Linked DNA regions of Hordeum vulgare: region 2 is linked to region 1. Evidence: chromatin contacts called from public Hi-C data. All regions are on one chromosome and are shown on one strand. Each heading gives the region's core, a stretch centred on a gene start, on an enhancer-like site or on the middle of the called end of the contact. The rest is flanking DNA. Distances are from core to core; before and after follow the strand shown.

The links. A called contact is a pair of places that touch in the nucleus more often than the background predicts.
Region 2: a Hi-C map of leaf shows a contact between it and region 1, with 4 times the contacts expected there. The contact joins the promoter of LOC123427595 here to the enhancer-like site in region 1. A contact is called at or near these places in 3 of 6 Hi-C or Micro-C datasets (leaf and seedling).

Annotation. Positions count from the first base shown.
Region 1 is chr1H:152,702,150-152,705,146 of MorexV3_pseudomolecules_assembly, reverse strand. No RefSeq gene overlaps it. Among protein-coding and RNA genes, the nearest start is that of LOC123427585, 100 kb to the right of the region's middle. Within about 2 kb of position 1,671, at least 3 of the 3 cell types and tissues checked have open chromatin away from gene starts, as enhancers often do. A contact at or near this core is called in leaf and seedling, where this site is marked.
Region 2 is chr1H:153,197,650-153,200,752 of MorexV3_pseudomolecules_assembly, reverse strand. It overlaps LOC123427595 (NDR1/HIN1-like protein 13), which reads right to left and starts at 1,600. Exons shown (of 1, transcript XM_045111675.1): 1 at 312-1,600. The coding sequence starts at 1,426. The coding sequence ends at 578.

The DNA.
Region 1 (2,997 bases), core at 422-2,921:
CAAGGGATGGGAGGCAGTTGCCTCGATCCAATCTGGACCGAGCGCTGTGGGAGGTCTCGGGAGGCTCCCTGGGACGTCCGATCTGGGATCCGATGGTCGAGATCGAGCAGGGCTTTGGCTGTGGTGGTTGGCTGGTTTGGCACAACGAGGAGAGGTAGGTGGGTGCGGCGCTGCTCGGGAATTGAGAGAGTTTGTATCCCTAGGGCTAGGGTTGGGCTGATTAGCTAGGGTTCATCTGCTATTTATAGGAGGTAGCTAATAGGAGGGGGTTTTGCACCATGTTGAGCCGTGCGATCACAATCGAATGGCTCCGGTTGTTGGGATTGTCTAGGTGGACTATGGGATATTTGTGGAGTGGGCTAGGGGAGAGAAGATAGGGAACTGGTAGCTCGTGACGGGATTTTGAAAACACCGAAAACGTCTGACGAATAAACCAATGATGGCGCCGCTATGGTCGACCGTTCGGGTAGCCAACGACTTCCAAATGGGGCGAAATTTGGCACGCGGCCTAGCTACAGTAAAATAAGACCGGATGCCAAGTTTCAACCTAATCCGAGAAAGTTTTATACACACTTTTAAAAACAATGTTTTAATGATGACGCACTCGTGTGCGTGTGTGGTTGGTCTCAAAATGGTCAACGACAAAGCGAATAGAACTGGCAACTAATAACGGATGCAAGTTTTGAAAACTAACGACAACGGAGTGCCGATGCAATGCAGATGATGCGCATGATGCGATGATGAATGCGACAACTAAAATAATCACACGGTGACAACGAAATAAAAGGGAAATTTTATAGAGCGTCGGTCTCGGCTGTTACATATGCCGAGCCCTTCTGCACAGTGCACCGTCCTATTCCCAACCTAGTAAGAAAACTTCCCAGACCCGAAATGATAGTCCATGACCAGTGGGTCCGGATCAACCCCCTAATACCCCAAACCATCATCATTTTTTAAATTCGACTCTATAACCGATTTATGTGGACCATCCATTCTAATTAGAGAATCGAGATGACCCTAAAACCCTAGAACTTGGCAAACCAGCTCGCTCCAATCCTGAGCGCGCCTCCGACCACTTGGTCTCCCCTTGATTTTAGCGTCAGACCAACCACCTCTCCCTCTCAATCGAATCCAGTGACACCTCGATCCATCCATCTCAACCGTTCGCGCTCGATGGATGGCGAGGAAGCGTCCTCGACGCGTCCCTTGCCGTGCAGATGCCAGCGCTCGCGTGAGGAGCGAGCTCCTCGAGTCCATCCATGGAACCACAATCTCCTCGCCCAAGGATTCCTCCTCGGCTTTGACCACGTCGACGAGCCGTCCACCAGGCCAGCGCCTCCCCTCATGCTCTGCACTCTCTCCTCCCATAGTTCTCTCTCCCCGTCTAAGCTCTCTCTTTCTTGAACGAGGAGATCAGGGAACCCGTCATGGAGGACGCCCTTGACCTCCATCGCCTCTGATCTAGAGCTCCAACAACCGCCGCCGTTGTTCTTTGTCGGATCTAGACCTTGACATCGTCCCTCCTCCATTCCCCGCATCTCCACGACGCCTCTGTCCAGCCGGCCCTTGCTGAAAGCCGCGTCGCCGCGCTCTGCTCCTGTCGAGGACAAGGATGAGTCCCTCGACCTCCATGGCTCGCGCGTGGACCTACCACCCAGCCGCGCCAAGGCCCAGTCAAAGACCTGCAACACCGTGGAACCGCAAGCCCAAGCGAGCGCTAGCTCCTCCGGCACAGCATCGACCAAAGCCACCTTCTCCAGCAAACCTGCTGGCCCAGGGTGAGCTGCCCGCAATGCCTTGCCATGTGCACCTTTTAGCTATCCCACGCTCAAAGTTTCGGCCCGATATATATTTTTTCTGCTCTAGACTTATTTCTCTTTTATTCCAGTGAACAACAAATTCACAGTAAAGACCCTCATCTTCATGCATTAATAACTCACCAACCGTTCAGTGGATTAAAATTAACTATATAAGAAAAATGTGTAGAATTTTATGTAGTTTTAGATTAACTAACTTTCGTCCATGATAAAAATGTTTAACCTGTTGTCTCCATTTAATTTGCATAGACGCCATGTTAAAATGATTTATTTCATAACTAATTAACCATAGCTCCGAGTAAAACGATCCACATATGTAACTAGACTACAACAATGCGTAGAATAACTTGTGGTATTTATTTTGTTGTTTAACAAATCTAAAACTGTGTTATAGGCATAACAGTACCAAAATTTTAATTCGTATATGGAGACTTTCTGGAATGTTATTCATTGTTCCGTCCTCATTTAAACTTACCTATAATTTCATGTAGTATCATAATATCTCGTTACGTCCATGCTTTGACATGTTTGTTTTTTCGTTTGCATGCATTTTGCATCCATGTCATATTATCTTGTGATGATCATATATTTTAGACTGTAACTCCATTTTAGACTATCTATATATGTAAATTGACTAGAATGACGTGTAGAATCACATGGTCCACTTTATTTTCTATTTAATAAATATATAATATGTTTAGTTTAGATCTGGACCAATTTCGAAATTCACATATGGGGTCGTTTCGGAAATGCTATATGTTGTTTCCGACCTCATTTAAGATGCCTAGATAGGTAGTTTATTTATGCTTCACCTCTGGGCATGCTAAACAACATTCAATATTGCCGTGAGAATAAACGGAAGTGAATTAAATGATTCAAATGTGGAGTTTCGTCAAAATGCAACCTGGGGCAACCTGGGAGATCTCTATTAGGGCACCGTATGCTTCACTTATCCCACGTATCCTGAGAAGGAGATACACACCTCTTATCGGGGTTGTCGCCACGTCGGACGGTCATGTTGGAATTGTTTTACCCTTCTCGAACGTCTTGTGCGAGGGATTCCGAGGATACTTTTGGCTCCCTCGAGGTTGAGATTTTCCACCGGGAAGTCGAGGAGATCACGGGTTTTCTATGGTCGAGGTTTCCAATGCAGCTTGTGGTAGTTTGTGATGGACTAGTT
Region 2 (3,103 bases), core at 351-2,850, 500 kb before region 1:
AAGTACAAGGCGATACAGCTGTGAGCCCCTATCCTCACGTCACGTCACGTAGTCGCACCAACAACCAAAACTAAGCCGCGTTTCTTCGCTGTCCTTCACATGACAAACAACTCTATTTCCTCCATATAGTTTTTGTTGTTTAAATAAACTGAAATGTGCTGGACCAGCAGAAAGATTCTCCTTACCGACACAATCACATGTGCTCACTACACAAGAGTAATATTTGAACCTGAATTTTCAATATACTTTGTAAAATTCGTAGTGAAGTCTACTGCTTCAGATGAGCCTGAATGACTTTCGGGAAAAGAAAATGAGCCAGAATGATAGTAATAGCTGTATTAATAATACATGGAGTAGGTCGTAACCAGCAAGTGACTAATTGCAATCTTACAAATAACAAATCACCAAGTTATACGTCCACCAAAAGTATGTTTAAGAAAGTTCCAAACAAAACAAAAATAGAATAAACTTTGAGGGAATTTACACCGACGATATCCATGGTCTCTACTTCCAATATATAAAGTGAAAAAAGAATCCTGAATGTTTTGCATGGCAGTCCCTAGAGTTGGCATTATACCTAGAAGGTCCACTTCCAGATCTTCACACGGACTCTGACCTTGCACGAGTGCGCAGCGGTGCTCACCGTCGCGGTCGTCTCGGCGTTGTCCAACGCAGGCGCAGGCGCCAGGGCGGTGCCATTCTTCCCCTTCACTTTCTTCGGCGGTGGCGGAGGTGGACTGGGTGGCGTCAGCTTGATGCCCTCGCAGTGCACCTGGATACCCATCTTCTTGGTCTTGACGCTGCCGACCTTGACGCCTGCCCGCGTATCGGCATCTATAGCCACGGAGAAAGCACCGGACTTCTTAAGGTCAGAGCCGGCGCCGCTGGGGTCTACGGTGACACCAGCTGCGGTGATGGTGGCAGTGAAAACGGTAGTGTTGCCGGCTTCATGCGCGAATCCGGGCACGGTGGCGTCCCCGAGAGGGACGGCGTTGGCGGCGGTGGCGGCGGAGAAGGAGAAGTCGTCGTAGAAATAGACGAGCTTCTTGTTGGGGTTCTTAGCGGTGATGGTGAGCTTGATGGAGTCGGTGAGGACGGGCGCGGTGGTGGAGGAGGAGAGGTTGAACGTGCTGAGGCGGACAGAGGAGACGGTGAAGCTGGGGCGTTGCGGACGGTAGAGCAGGTAGAAGGCGCCTCCCGCGGCGGCGGCTACTAGCGCGAGGAGGATGACCACCAGCAGTGCCCAGCAGAAGCAGCAACAGAAGCTGCACCGGCAGGACCGGCCGCGTCTGCTCTTCGCCGGCCCCTGCGGCCGGTAGATGGGGCGCTGGTACATCTGCGGCTTGGGCGCCGCCGGGCCGCCGCTGCCGTTGGCCATTGGGGGCGGCGGAATGGGCTTGGCGGCGGGGTAGACGCGGTCGGCCATTGCAGCCGCCGCAGACAAGGACGCGGAGGCAGAGTGGGCACCTGCTTGACGCGGTGGTGTTGAGCCTGCTGGATGGTTGAGTGGTTGCGGTCAGGGAGCTCGAGTTGAGGAATTTTGTTGAGCGAGAGGGATCTAATAAGGGAAGGGAGGAGAGAGAGAGAGAAAGTGCACGCGCGTGGTGAGGTGAGATGAACAGAGACGCGTTACCTTACCTTATGTCCGATGGCTTTACCTCACCTAATAATTTGGTGCTCTGCGTAGTGCGACTACTTTTTTTTGTTTTGGAAACGCGTAGTGCGACTACTAATTGGTCCATTTCTGTGTGTGTACAGTAATAATTATACTAACAAAACCAAAGGCCGGCATAAGATATTCGGTGGTTTTGTTTTGTGATGCTTGCCCTTTTGATCCTTTTCAACGAGTGGTGGAGGATGGACAAAAGTTAAGGCTAGTCATAGTGGGAAATACCCTATACTAATATCATATACTTCTTCTGTAAACTAATATAAAAGCTTTTAGATTATTATTTTAATGATTTAAATATTTTTTAATTATTCTACGGAGGAGTATACAATACTCTTGTATGATACTACCTTTGTAATGTATGCTATCATAAACTAGTATCATAGATGATCTTATTCATTGATATGCATGACGCATAGTAACATTGTATTTAACATGTTACGGTATCTATCTGTGTTACTCTAACTTTTTTTTAATTATCTGTCACATCAACATGTTTGCTAGTCTCAAGTACATGATACTACCTAAGTCTTCCACTATGGCCAGGGTAAGATACGACAAACTTTGGTCATTTGTCACAACAACGCCGTCGCGCTGATGCGCCTCCTTGCGCCCAGCCTGCACCGGCCAAATCAAGGTAGGGCGGTCGCCAGGCCTTGGCCTAATAGGTTGGCGTCCCTGTTTTCAACTACCATTGCATGGCATGTAGGATGTCCTGTGGCACGAGAGAAACTACCGAAACATGTGTATGCTTGATAGATAAAATGCAAAAAACAGAAAAAGCATATCGAAGCCACTGTAACTTCGATTCATATGAATAACTTTGCGATGACTAATGCCATTATAAATGATCCATGATTACTGATTTGCTACCATGTGCATCTATGTAAGGATCATAGTTTGCACTAACAACATGAAAAAACATCAACGCATTCCCACTGTAAATTAATACAAAATCATGAAAAATTCTAATTAGAAGTGTGTGCACCCTTGCGTTCCTGTGCGGCGGAAGCTACAAACGGCGCGCTCCATTATGTGGCTAGAGAGTGAAGCGATGTATAGCGAATTTACTATAGGATTTTTTTCTGTATGCTAATACAGGTACAGACGATACACTACACAACCTTGACCATAAATCCTACATTATAGTGTTTGACTAAATTTTCTTTTATTTCTCATAGTCCCAGTTAAGTACTTTCTATGACTTTGTACTAAACTTTTGTGATTTTTATTTTGAGATGAATGTAGTAATTTGTAATATACTCCCTTGATTCTTAAATATCTGGTCAAATATATGACAAGTAAACACGCTAAAATATTTGGCAACAAAGTATAATATAATCTGGTGATAAACATGGTTAATATGACAACTAAACATGCTCAAATATAGGCAACCAAGTATAATATAATCTGGTGATAAACATGGTTAATAAG